Linked DNA regions of Triticum aestivum: region 1 is linked to region 2. A link is a contact called in public Hi-C data. All regions are on one chromosome and are shown on one strand. Each heading gives the region's core, a stretch centred on a gene start, on an enhancer-like site or on the middle of the called end of the contact. The rest is flanking DNA. Distances are from core to core; before and after follow the strand shown. Region 1 holds the start of LOC123070829 (DNA polymerase eta). Region 2 holds the start of LOC123070827 (calcyclin-binding protein).

The links. A called contact is a pair of places that touch in the nucleus more often than the background predicts.
Region 1: a contact with region 2 is called in a Hi-C map of leaf, with 4 times the contacts expected there. The contact joins the promoter of LOC123070829 here to the promoter of LOC123070827 in region 2. A contact is called at or near these places in 2 of 5 Hi-C or Micro-C datasets (both in leaf).

What each region holds. Positions count from the first base shown.
Region 1 is chr3B:547,411,273-547,417,406 of IWGSC CS RefSeq v2.1, reverse strand. LOC123070829 (DNA polymerase eta) reads right to left here and starts at 2,864. Exons shown (of 14, transcript XM_044494192.1): 1 at 2,593-2,864; 2 at 2,389-2,509; 3 at 2,204-2,315; 4 at 1,929-2,096; 5 at 1,682-1,846; 6 at 1,348-1,451; 7 at 1,087-1,206; 8 at 675-798; 9 at 27-140. The coding sequence starts at 2,668.
Region 2 is chr3B:547,035,485-547,041,885 of IWGSC CS RefSeq v2.1, reverse strand. It overlaps LOC123070827 (calcyclin-binding protein), which reads left to right and starts at 1,824. Exons shown (of 5, transcript XM_044494187.1): 1 at 1,824-2,086; 2 at 2,200-2,331; 3 at 3,159-3,398; 4 at 6,223-6,282; 5 at 6,374-6,401. The coding sequence starts at 1,970.

The DNA of each region.
Region 1 (6,134 bases), core at 1,615-4,114, 370 kb before region 2:
AGCAATGACTAAATTACGCAAAGTACCTTAGATGCCCTAGCATGGAGAGTTAATGTTTGAGCAACTCTCTTGTTGCAGCTCAAGTCAGACTGAATCCGCTCGCTCAATTCTTCACAAAGTTTATCCAGCCAGCTCTTAACCTACAATGTATGAAACTGATTAGTAATTAATGTGCCAAATTTAAAGAACCCAAAGAAATCAGAAATGACACGGTAACCTATTTTAACTTCGGTGGGATACAGTACCTTAGAAAATCAATCTGTAATGTACGGCATCATTAGTTCCTACATAACTCAAATGGTACAACATGCACTAATCAAACCAGCACAAGGCATGTTGATACCAGTCTGCTTAAGCTCGGTAAGCATGAAAAAAAAGATCCAAAGGACGTTAATAAAATATTTTATAGTATCAACCAAGTAGTTTGCAACCACTGCATAATACCAGTAAGCTGTGTCACTAAATGACAAGACACTCTTCTTGCATCAGGTGATCATTGGAGTTATGAGATGTACATCACTAAGCAACTAATGTTTTAGGTTTCTATCAGCTGTGCACATCCATATAGTTGTCAGAGAAGTTCCTGGATAATCTTTCAAAGTATTTATAGGCAGCTCTAAAGTAGGAAAGGTTGTTCGAGAACAAAAGGCACAACAGGCAGCAGGCATCCTTACAGAAGAATGATTCTTCAATGCTTTTGGGCCAGGAAATGTTTTTCCACAACCATGGCTCTTTGGTAGAAGACGGTCCTCAACTTCTTCTCCGCTAATACCCCTTGCAGTCTTCCATAACCACGTTCTGTGCAAAATCATGTGCTTACAGGATGAGTTTTTATCAAACAATATACTCCCTTTAATCCATATTAATTGTCTCTGATTTGGCACAAAGTTGTACTAAATCAATGAAAATTAATATGGATCAGAGGGAGTACAATTTCTATAATTATAATCTACAAGCATAGTAGCATGGAAATTTAAGTCACATGCTAAAATAAAAGGATTAATAATTGGCAAGTCCAAATCATTCAACGTGGTATCCTAAACATCTGGCACCTGAAATAAGACCAAGCAATATGAAACAATTTACCCTGTATTTACTCCATAGTACTCCTGTAATTTCTCTTCTGTAAAACCTAGAAGATCCCCAACTGTCTCGACCCCCAGATCGCCCTGCAAGGAGCTCCCAAGCTTACCCCCAAGTTGTTTCCTGCATAACATGGACGTGTTTTCATAATTCAGTATCAATCAGTCCTGGAATGTTAGGACTAGAGTAATACAAGGTTTAAAAAACGATGTCCAACAAAAAACAAGAAACCAAAAAATGTGGGGTTGTCATGTAGCTCATTACATCTTCTTCACAGGCAGTGATGCTAGAAAGTCTTGAACTGATGAAGATGGAACAACTGTTTGTTGAGCAGGTTTGTGCATCCCGCTAACAAGTTTAGCTAACATCTGCATAATATAACAACATTTGAGTGGAACACTGCAACAGGAAAAGGAATAGGAAAGTATCAAAAGGGCAATGAAGCAAGAGAAGCACTATGGAGAAGTTGACTTGATTTCCTAAGTTCATAGTACAGTACAAATAATTGGGCAATTTATACTTAAATTTGCAGAATGAGAAGAAGCAAATCATGCAAAAAGCATACTTCATCTACTAACTATTATGACTCGTTATAAACCTTATTGTGAGCAATGCCAGCAGAACAGGTGAATTGGGTTTCCTCCAGAACTTTTACTCGTAACTGTGCAACAAGTATAGCTCCGCATGCCAGCAACTTATCCTGGTAGTTGGCATCTGCTCGACAAAGCCATGCCTTCACATTCTCCTCCCTTTCACCGACATCCTGAACATACATATGAAGGTCTACGATCACACTCTCATCAAATGTAAGAGCAGCCCCAACCAATTTACGGCAAATTTCTTACAGAAGGAAGGTCAAGGATATTTGACTTTGTGGCCTCGTCAAAAATAGACTCTGATGACTCCGGAGGGGATTCCAAGAGCATTTCCTTGGCTGCATCAGTAAGGTCGAGATACACTTCGTCCATGGATGCTCGCTCACACTTCCCCTTAGTCGAAAGGATCGCTACGACCTGAAAGGATCGGACTCGAAACCGTCAATGCCATGGAGCAGTCCTAGTTGTTTAATGCAGTAAATATCAGTGTTTGACACTCGGTTGTTGCAGCAACATACTAGTACCTCGGAGCCGGCATTTCGGTACACATTGAGGTCGGCCTTGTCACGGGACACGGGAACCTGGACTAAGTTTATACCTGGGCAGACATTCTTGGCCTCATCCCCACGCATGGACCTGAATCAATCAATAAAGCATCACAGGTATCTGCCGGGAACTCCGGACCGAGCAAGTAAAAATCGGCCCTCACCTCTTGACGCCGAACTTGCGGGCCTCGTAGCTCACCGCAATCAGACCGCCGCCTTTCCAGTCGTTGTACTGCACCACGGCCGTCGGCTGCCCCTTGAGCGCCGGGTTCCTCCGCTGCTCGACTGGAGGTGAGCAATATGCACTGTTACCCTCTCAGTTCAGAGACGCTGCGAGAGAGGGGGGAGGGGACGAAGAGGGTGGTGACCTTGCACGTAGAAGCAGTCTAGGTCGAGGTGGGCGATCACCCGCGGCTCCTGCGGCTCCGGCCTCGCCACCGGCATCGCTCCCCTTTCCCCGCCGCCGCCTCCCGCCGACTCTGCCGTCACTTTCGCTCCCCTTTCTGTTTTATTTAATGTTTCGGTTTCGGCCGCGCGCGATCGCAGCCGTTCGTCTGACCAGTTGGACGGCTAGTAGGCGAGCTCGTCCCGTTCGCAACCCCATCCTCACGCGGCAACTGGTCAGACGTCTTCACGCGCGAGCAGGTAACTGGTCAATCGTCCTCATGTCGTTCGTCTGACCTGTCGGCGTGGCGCTTGGACATGCCCAGGTCGCAGGTCGCAGATGAACTAACATGACGTCTTCACGCGTGAGCAGGCGTAGCACGTCGCCCCTCCGCCGCGTCTCATAACCGACCAGGACCGTGCGGACCACGTGCGGCAGCAGCGCCGCCTTCTCGTCGCTGAGGAGGACGAGCGAGCCATGGCGGAGTGGCACCGTCCCCATCCGGAGGACGTCGTCATCGAGAACAAGTTCTGGGCAGAGAGGACGGCAAGGCGCTGCGCGGAGCGTGCCGACAGGCGTCGGTGCAAGGCACTGGCTTTATCGCAGTGCGATATCGTCGAGAACGGCGGGCGGTCGATCTTCTCTCCATACGATCTGCATTGGGAAAACATGTGGCTCGACACCTCGGACAACATCACCGAGGATGATGATGATGATGATGGCGGCTGGAAGTCACCGTAGTTTCTCGTTGCACCGTAGTTTCTATCTAATTGCACCATAATTCTGTCTATCTATGTTTTCGAACAATGTAAAATACCTTTGTATCCGTAGTTTCTATCTAGTTTCACTCGTAGTTTTATCTATGCTATGAACTATGTATCGTATTTTATGCTAGAGCTATGTATCGTTTTTTTATATCTATGCAAAGTTCTCATATAAAAAAATGTTGTAGCATGCGCGCGCGCCTGCTGGAGCTGCGCGTGCGCTGCATTTTAGCGCGACCGTTGGAGCCACCGCTGCGCGCCGCGTCAAATCAGGCGATGGGCGTGCGATAAAATAATTTTTAGCGCGCGGCGCGTCCGGCGGCTGTTGGAGATGCTCTTAAATGCATCTTCCAAACTGTTTCGCGCTGTAGATTACAGTGTGTTTTCCTTGAGATATGGGGCGCCGGTATTTCGCCAGTCTTTCAGCCCTTTTCAGTTGTGCTGCAACTTGTTCTATAATATAGCCTTTTTTTTCACTGGCTATCTGGCAATTTAACTGCAGGTGTTCTTCGAATGATCTGCTACCTCATTTCCAGCCAGCTTTATTTAATTGCCTCTGGAAAATATGTACATTTTTTAGCAGAAGAGGGTTACCTCTGATTTCATTAAGAGAAACCAAACCAAGCATAACAGATCCAGTTCAGTTCAACAAAAAAAGATAAAAGAAAAACTAAGTTCAGGCATACTGCTAATAAGTTCAGAAACATCAAAGACAGGACAGCCACCACACAGGGGGGCAAACTACAGTGGACCAGGCCCTAGCACCAATCCAAACCCACGAGCTGGGGGACATGGGGCGTTGTCAAGATTGTTTGTATTTTCTACCCGGGGTGGAAGCGAGATACCCCGGGTCCCTCTCGCGTCGCTCCCCACGCGAGTGACCGAGGGGGTAACCCTAGCCGCCGGCGCCTCAGGTCCCCCCTCTCCCTGCCCCTCTTCTCCCCTTGCCGCGGTCGGGCAAAGCCCGGTAGGTGCTAGCGGCGGGGGGAGGGGGGCTCATCTCCTCCTCGCACGAGGGCTCGGCGCGGGCGGGCGGCGGCGGCGCGTTCATCCGGGACGCGGCGGCGCGCGGGCAGGTTCGACGGCGGTGCTACGGTGCCTCGTCCTGTGCGTGGAGGGACGGACTCGACGGGGGCTGCGGGATCTGTTGGGTAACGTAGTAATTTCAAAAAAAATCCTACGCACACGCAAGATCATGGTGATGCATAACAACGAGAGGGGAGAGAGTTGTCCATGTACCCTCGTAGACCGAAATGGAAGCGTTAGCACAACTGGTTGATGTAGTCGTACGTCTTCACGATCCGACCGATCAAGTACCGAACGCACGGCACCTCCGAGTTCAGCACACGTTCAACTCGATAACGTCCCTCGAACTCCGATCCAGCCGAGCTTTGAGGGAGAGTTCCGTCAGCACGACGGCGTGGTGACGATGATGATGTTCTACCGATGCAGGGCTTCGCCTAAGCACTGCTACGATATTATCGAGGTGGATTATGGTGGAGGGGGGCACCGCACACGGTTAAGAGATCCAAGGGATCAATTGTTGTATGTCCAAGGGGTGCCTCCCTTCCCGTATATAAAGGAGTGGAGGAGGGGGAGGGGGCCGGCCACCCTAGGTGCGCCCCATGAGGAGACTCCCCCCTTCCAAGTGGGAGTAGGGGAGGAGAGGGAAGGAGAGAGAAGGGGAAAGGAAAGGGGGCGCTGAGGGAGTCCTAGATAAGGGGGTATCCGGACTGCCGGACTATATACTTTGGCCGGACTGTTGGACTATGAAGATACAAGATTGAAGACTTTGTCCCGTTTCTAGATGGGACTCTCCTTTGCGTGGAAGGCAAGCTTGGCGATCCGGATGATAGATCTCCTTCTCTGTAAACCGACTCTGTGTAACCCTAGCCCCCTATGGTGTCTATATAAACCGGAGGGTTTAGTCCGTAGGACAACAACAATCATACCATAGGCTGGCTTCTAGGGTTTAGCCTCTTCGATCTCGTGGTAGATCAACTATTGTAATACTCATATCATCAAGATCAATTAAGCAGGAAGTAGGGTATTACCTCCATCGAGAGGGCCCGAACCTGGGTAAACATCGTGTCCCCAGTCTCCTGTTACCATTAGCCTTAGACGCACAATTCAGGATCCCCTACCCAAGATCCGCCGGTTCTGACACCGACATTGGTGCTTTCATTGAGAGTTCCTCTGTGTCGTCGCTGTAAGGCCCGATGGCTTCTCCAATCTCCAACAACACCGTCCGGGATGAAGCCTTCCTCCCCGGACAGATCTTCGTGTTCGGCGGCTTCGCACTGCGGGCCAACTCGCTTGGCCATCTGGAGCAGATCGACAGCTACGCCCTTGGCCATCAAGTCAGGTTCAGGAACCTAAACTACATTGCCGACATCTGCGGAGACTTGATCTTCGACGGATTCGAGCCCACATCAGGAGCGCCAAACGATCGCCACGCGCATGGCTTAGATCTGTCGTCGGACAGTATTCGGGATATCGCGCCTGCCATGGCTCCGGACTTTGATCCAGAGCAGATCGTGCCATCCGAGGACGGGTGGATGGACCCCGCCACGGAGGCCGCACACCTATCGGCGTTGGAGCCGAACACAGACTCCGCTTCTAAGGAAATCTGTGTCTCCGGACCCCCGGACTTGTCTTCGGCCGTAGGTTCTGCACTGCGTGCATCCATGCCCATCGAATCTGATTGGGCTCCAATAATGGAATTCACCGTCGTGGATATCTTCCAGCACTCCCCCTTTGA
Region 2 (6,401 bases), core at 575-3,074:
TTTTCACATAACAGATGATTGCTCGATCTTTTTTTTAGTTCAACCTTTCTACACCTTAGGGTTTTAAGATGCGTGGCTCCATGTTGGGGCACCCATGGTGGAGGCATGGGGCTGGCGACGTTGGTGCGGGTGGTGGCCAGATTGCTTGGGCTGGATTTGACTTGCTCGTGCCGCGGCAAGGTGCGTGTCTCAACGGCTAGATGGTGGCCGATATCATGGGGGGATGACTAGTCGATGGTGCTCCAGGCGAAATTTCTGCTTGGCTTCCTCTGTGTCGATGATGTCGACGCCCTTTCACGTTGTTTCCTTCTTGTTGGCACCGTCGTGGAGTCCACCTTCCTTAAACCGGATCCTTGGACTCCCAATGAAAGCCTTGGATCCGCCTTGCTAGTTTGGATGGCGACCTTAAAGTCACCATCCTATTGAAGGGCCGTCTTCGAAGGCCTTCATTCCTCTGCTCATCCCCTTTAGGCTACGCACAAGCGACATCACAAATGGCATGAGGACGGTGGGCGATGGTGGTCGATGGTGCGGTGGCATGTGTGTCTATGTGGCAAAGACAATGGTAGCATCATTCAAAGGTTGCGATGTGCTGGTTCCATCATCGGTGGCATGTGACAGTTGACGTCATCTCTTTTGAGTGGAATAGATGTTGGTGTGGCTAAGGTTTTCGATCCAGCGGTCGCCTTGCTTCCATAGTCAGTTGTAATCGCTCAGCTCCTATTTATTTTTGTTTAAACTAACCTCCTGTTTTTCCGGGCTTATGCATACGAAATATGTTTGACGCACCAGTGCTTGTGGTGCATCCAGTGAACCGGACCCCCATAACACATTTTAGAATGTTCAGGAAGATCTAAAAAAATTAGCACAACATCAATCAAGGTTGTCATAAAGTTTTAAATCAAAACTCAAAACATAGCTTGGGATAAAAAAATGACAAATACGACACTGAATAAGTACATAACATAAGTTGGGCTTTAGATTTTACTCATTATCTCTATTAATAACAAATTTCACATTTATATATCTTTACTTATGTTTTCAATTTTTATTTGACTATTTTTTGACAACATTGATTCATATCGTGTTTGTGTCAGTATACCATTTTTTCAGATTTAAAATATTACTTTTAGATATATAACCAACATCGGGTGCGTACTGCACCATATGGGTGGGTGCACCAGATACATTTATTAGGCAAACTCGCAAGATTTATTAGATCGTCCCATCATTTATAGTGAAAGATCTTCGGGTTGGTCTAATCAGACATGACGGCCAACTCCCAATGAAAGTGTGAAGTGCGTACCTAGCAATATTGTGCCTTATGTAAGATGCACCGGATACATTCCTGCTATGCAAGATACCTGCTTGCATCCCTACCGTTGCACCAAATGCTCTTCACCTTCTTTTGGTGGACCAATTTTTTTAGGGGTTTGAATGGACCTTTTTTTTAGAAGATGGTTGGCCTGGACCTATTCTCTCTCTTTTTTCTTTTTAAGGAGTGGTTGGAGTGGACCTAATGCTCTACACCTCTGCCGCGCTAGCCCACAAGTCCACAAATATGAACACGAGGAGTAAACAAAACTCATTTCGGGCTAATAGGAGCCAACCCTTTTAAGTCAGTAGCAAATAATGGGCCAAAATGGAGGCACGAAAGCTTTGGGCCCGGTCCATCGTTCTCCGCGTAAGTGAACCGTCCATTCCAGGCCTAACACGAGCCAACCCTTTAAGTCAGTAGCAAATAATAGGCCAAAATGGAGGCACGAAAGCTTTGGGCCCGGTCTATCGTTCTCCGCGTAAGTGAGCCGTCCATTCCTCCACCCTACTGGTCTCCTCTGGAACCTTCCCCTTCCTTCCGCCCCAACCGAAACCCCCTACAAACCTCCTCGCAAGGGCCAAACACCCCCACCCCAAGCCACGAAAAACAGAGGAGAGAGAGAGGGAGAGAGAGAGAGAGAGCGCTCCGGAGATGTCGGCGGACGAGTTGCGGCTGGACCTGGAGGAGCTGCGGCGGCTGGAGGGCCTCGCCAAGCGTCCCCGCGTCGTCTCCCTCCTCTCCAACGAGATCCGCAGCGTCGACGCCAAGGTTTGCCTTTCCTCCCCCCACCATCCAAGCGCTCTCCGCTGATCGATTCATTCCGGCGCGCTGGGTGGACTCGGGTTTTCGTATTGAGCTGATGTCTCTCTGTTCGCTGGCAGTTGGCCTCGCGGGCTGCGCCTGTGCAGACGCAGGCGCCGCAGGCGGTGGCGGTCGCGGCGGCGGCCCCTGCCGGTCTGAGCTATGTCACGCTGGGGTCCTTCAGCTGGGACCAGGACAATGAGAAGATCAGGGTACGTTGCTGCGAGAAAGGGATATTTTTTTTTTTACGATTCTTGTTCGTTGGCAATACTAATGTGCTGATTAGTTGATCGACTTCACACCATCTGGGCTCAGTGTCCAATGCTGGTTTATAAAACAAGCTTACTGTCAAAACAAAATGTTTGGCTGCTGCCATCTTAATCAATTGTTGCACGATCGATTGACTGGTAAACTAATGAAACAGTAATGATTAAGGATGCAATATATCTTCATCAGGAGTTGTTGACTCGAGGGGGGGGGGGGGGGGTCCCAGAACAGGATTACACACCTATTTTCCCCCAAGAACACTTAGATAGTACTACCTCTTTAACTAAATATAAGACGTTTTTGCAGTTTGATTTTACCTCAAGCAAAATGTCATAAGCTGTTCTTTTGTTTGCAATTACTGTCAAGAACAAATACCAGTACCTCCGTAACTAAATATAAGACGTTTATTAAGCCATTTCTTGTATAGCCACTGAATAAATTTACCCTGTTCTAATGCCCCTTTCCTTCTTACCACCACGCTGGTTCTGGACAGTAATTTGCAAACAAAAGAACAGCTTATGACATTTTGCTTGATATTAAGCTAGAACCCAAATTTATTGTATCTCAGTAAATTTTCATAATAGGTTAGAATCAGCTCTGTTATTCGTAGGGCTGACTACTTGACAGGCGAAAAGTTTGCTTGGCATTATGCTAGAACCCAAGTTTATTGTCTTCTTTGTATTAGTGAATTGAATTCCCATGACATTTGGATTTGAGGATTTCCCATGATGGCATTTAGATAACAGGTTTACTTTGTGTTCTGCCTGTTCAGGTCTACGTATTCCTTGAGAATGTAGACCAAGAGAAGGTGGAGACTACTTTCAAGCCAATGTCAGTGGACATCAAGTTTCATGATGTTAAAGGCAAGAACTATAGGTGTGCCATCCCAAAACTAAACAAAGAAATAGTTCCCGAGAAATGCAAGATTGTGGTCAAGCCTACGAAGATCGTTATCACCTTGTGGAAAGCTTCTTCCGGCAATTGGTTGGACCTACACTACAAGGAAGACAAGGTAATTTTTGTGCCGAGCTATGCATTGATTTGGTCTCTCGACTTCCCTGAAAATAAATTAGGACTTAATTTTCCACAAACAAACAATATTTACAACAACCATAGTTCACATGGGTGCTGGATTCTCCTGGGTTAATAATTTTGGGATGAATAATTTGTGGTAGCGATAATCTCTCAAGTGATCACCAGAAAATATATTGCAAGCATTGAGTTATGAAGGAACCTGATGCAATGGTAATCCAAGATTTTTTTGTCTCTCCTGCGTATTATTACATTATATATTGCTGTTGTGAGTGTTAGCATCCCTGAAGAGAGGCCGGGTAGCAAAGACTTGTGAATTACAACAGCACTAGATTTTTCAAAAAGGGGCGCTTTATTACTTAAAAGTATTAAGCATTACACCCGGCCTCTGCATAACTAAGATGCACACAGCCAAATAAGGTTCACTCACACAATAAAAAAAATAAAAAGGCGAAATACAAAGAGACATGTAGAGCCCTTATAACGCCTAAAGCGTAGGGGGGCCAATCCTAAGATCAAGCTGCCACCCATGTTGGGTAAAAGTATCCCTCGCAGTAGCCTCCACTCGTGTACACACCTTCGTAAACAGGTCTCGATTCTCCATGCGTTGTAGAGAGGACCATAAACGAAGAGTCCCGGTCCCGGTACATCTGTAGATAACCTGCATCAGAGAAGTACTTTTATCATTAAATACCTTATCATTTCTACATAGCCAAAGCGGCCAAATAACGGCAAGCGCTCCCACCCTAAGTAGCGTTCTAAACTTGTGATCAATCCCATGTAACCAGTTGCCAAATACATTAGCAACACTACAAGGAGGATACAATCCAGAAGCTAATTGGATGACTGACCATATAGAACGAGCCAATTTGCACTGGAAGAATAAATGTTTTATTGTCTCACAAAAGACACATTGCGAACTACCATGCCAATTCCTTTTAATAAGGTTATCTTTAGTAAGAATAACTCCACGACAAAGATACCATGTGAAGATTTTATTCTTAAGAGGTATCTTCATCTTCCAGATCTTTTTGTTATTATCAACTGGCACATCAGACTAGATTAACGCTCTATACATGGACTCCACTGAGAATTTTCCATTCCCATGGAGATTCCATCGGAATACACCAGACCCATGTGACAAATGCACCGTAGACAACCGCTGGAGCAGGATGTTCCATGATTGGAGTCTGGGTCCAATTAAATCTCTTCTGTACGTCACATTTGGCGGAAATGATTCCAATACCGTGGCGATAGTATCACCCTTGTGGCGCACAATATTGTATAGAGCCGGATATTGTTCCCGGAGTGTGGCATTTCCTAGCCACTTGTCCTCCCAGAATCTAATTTCCAAGCCGTCCTTAATCGAGAAGGATCCATAGCAGAAGAAATACTTCTTCGTAGCCATTAGACCCGTCCAAAAGTGGGAATCCCTAGGCTTCCAGTATACTTGGGATACCGCCTTCAAACCCACATATTTCCTCCTCAGGAGGGTTTGCCATACACCATCTTCCGTTAGTAATTTGAACAACCATTTGCCGAGGAGGGCCCTATTCTTAACCTCAAGGTCATGAATGCCCAACCCTCCTTGGTCTTTGGGACGGCAAACCACACTCCATTTAGCCAGTCGATATTTCTTTCTCTTGCTATCTCCTTGCCAAAAGAATCTTGATCGAAAATAATCCAATCTATTAAAACTCCTTTCGGCAACTGGAAGAAGGAAATCATATATAGTACCATATTACTTAGTACTGAATTTATGAGAACCAATCTTCCACCCAGAGATAGCAGTTTTCCTTTCCAACTGCTAAGTCTTTTTTTGCATTCTCTCCTCGACGTGTTTCCATTCAGCATTTGTGAGTCTCCGATAATGTATCGGTATCCCCAAATATGTGATCGGAAACTGGCCCAACCCGCATCCAAACAGTTCAGCATACAGGTGGGCCTCCTCGTCGCCAAAGCAAAACTGGGAGAGAAATATATCTAGTGTAGCAGGATTCCAGAGAGTTCAGCATACATTGCTTGATCAAAAGATTACATGGCCAGACCTTTGGCCATCACTGTGCTCTACTGATTCATCAGAAGCACCAATCTGCTGGCATGCTTTTGCTGCCAGGAGAGCAATGATATGGTTATTTGATTCAAAATACAGCTATTGTGTTTCACTATGCCACTACTAATCCCTGGCCTTCCAGGTTATGAAGTACTCCCTCGGTTCCAAAATATAAGACATTTTTTGGCACATCATAGTGTCAAAAAATGTCTTATATTTTGATATGGATTGAATACCATTGTTTGTTTCATGCTGTTCCTGTGCATACCATTCCCCGTTTCCTCTCAGCTGTGATAATTGAATAAAAGGCACCGTATAGCTTTCCAATCCTGCTACATGCATCTATCACAGTGGCATAACTGCCAACATCTGGGTGCAGAAAGGAATCCGTTTAGAAGGCTTTCGAGTCGGAAGTAAGGCAAGTCACAGGCCTGCTTTCCTGATTTAATAAAACTGTCCGGAAAAGGAAACAGTTGTTGCCCCTAAATTAGTTAAAGCAAATAGTTTGGGGAAATAGGCCCAGCAAATAAGAAGCAAGCTGATCTGGAAACCGGGAAAAAGTGCTGCTGGGGAAGTTATAGAATTGAAGTGTTCCATATGTCTGTTTGGCAACTTTGCTAGCCAGTGTAAGTAAAATTACTCAAAGAGTTGTGAAAGCGGGATTTGCTCATCTCAGTGAAAATCGTAAAACATGCTTTTGATGTTACTGCTACTGCTCATAGATAGACTAACTAATTTTATTTGGTGACAGTTTAAGCCAAGCATGGACAAAGAGAAGGATCCAATGTCAGGAATCATGGATTTAATGAAGGTAAACACTCGGTTCTGCCTCATGACTCGAGCGATTTGTGCTGGCATTCGCGATCTGGCTTACATGAGCTATTTCTTTTTTTGACGTGCAGGGCATGTATGAGGAAGGTGATGAAGATA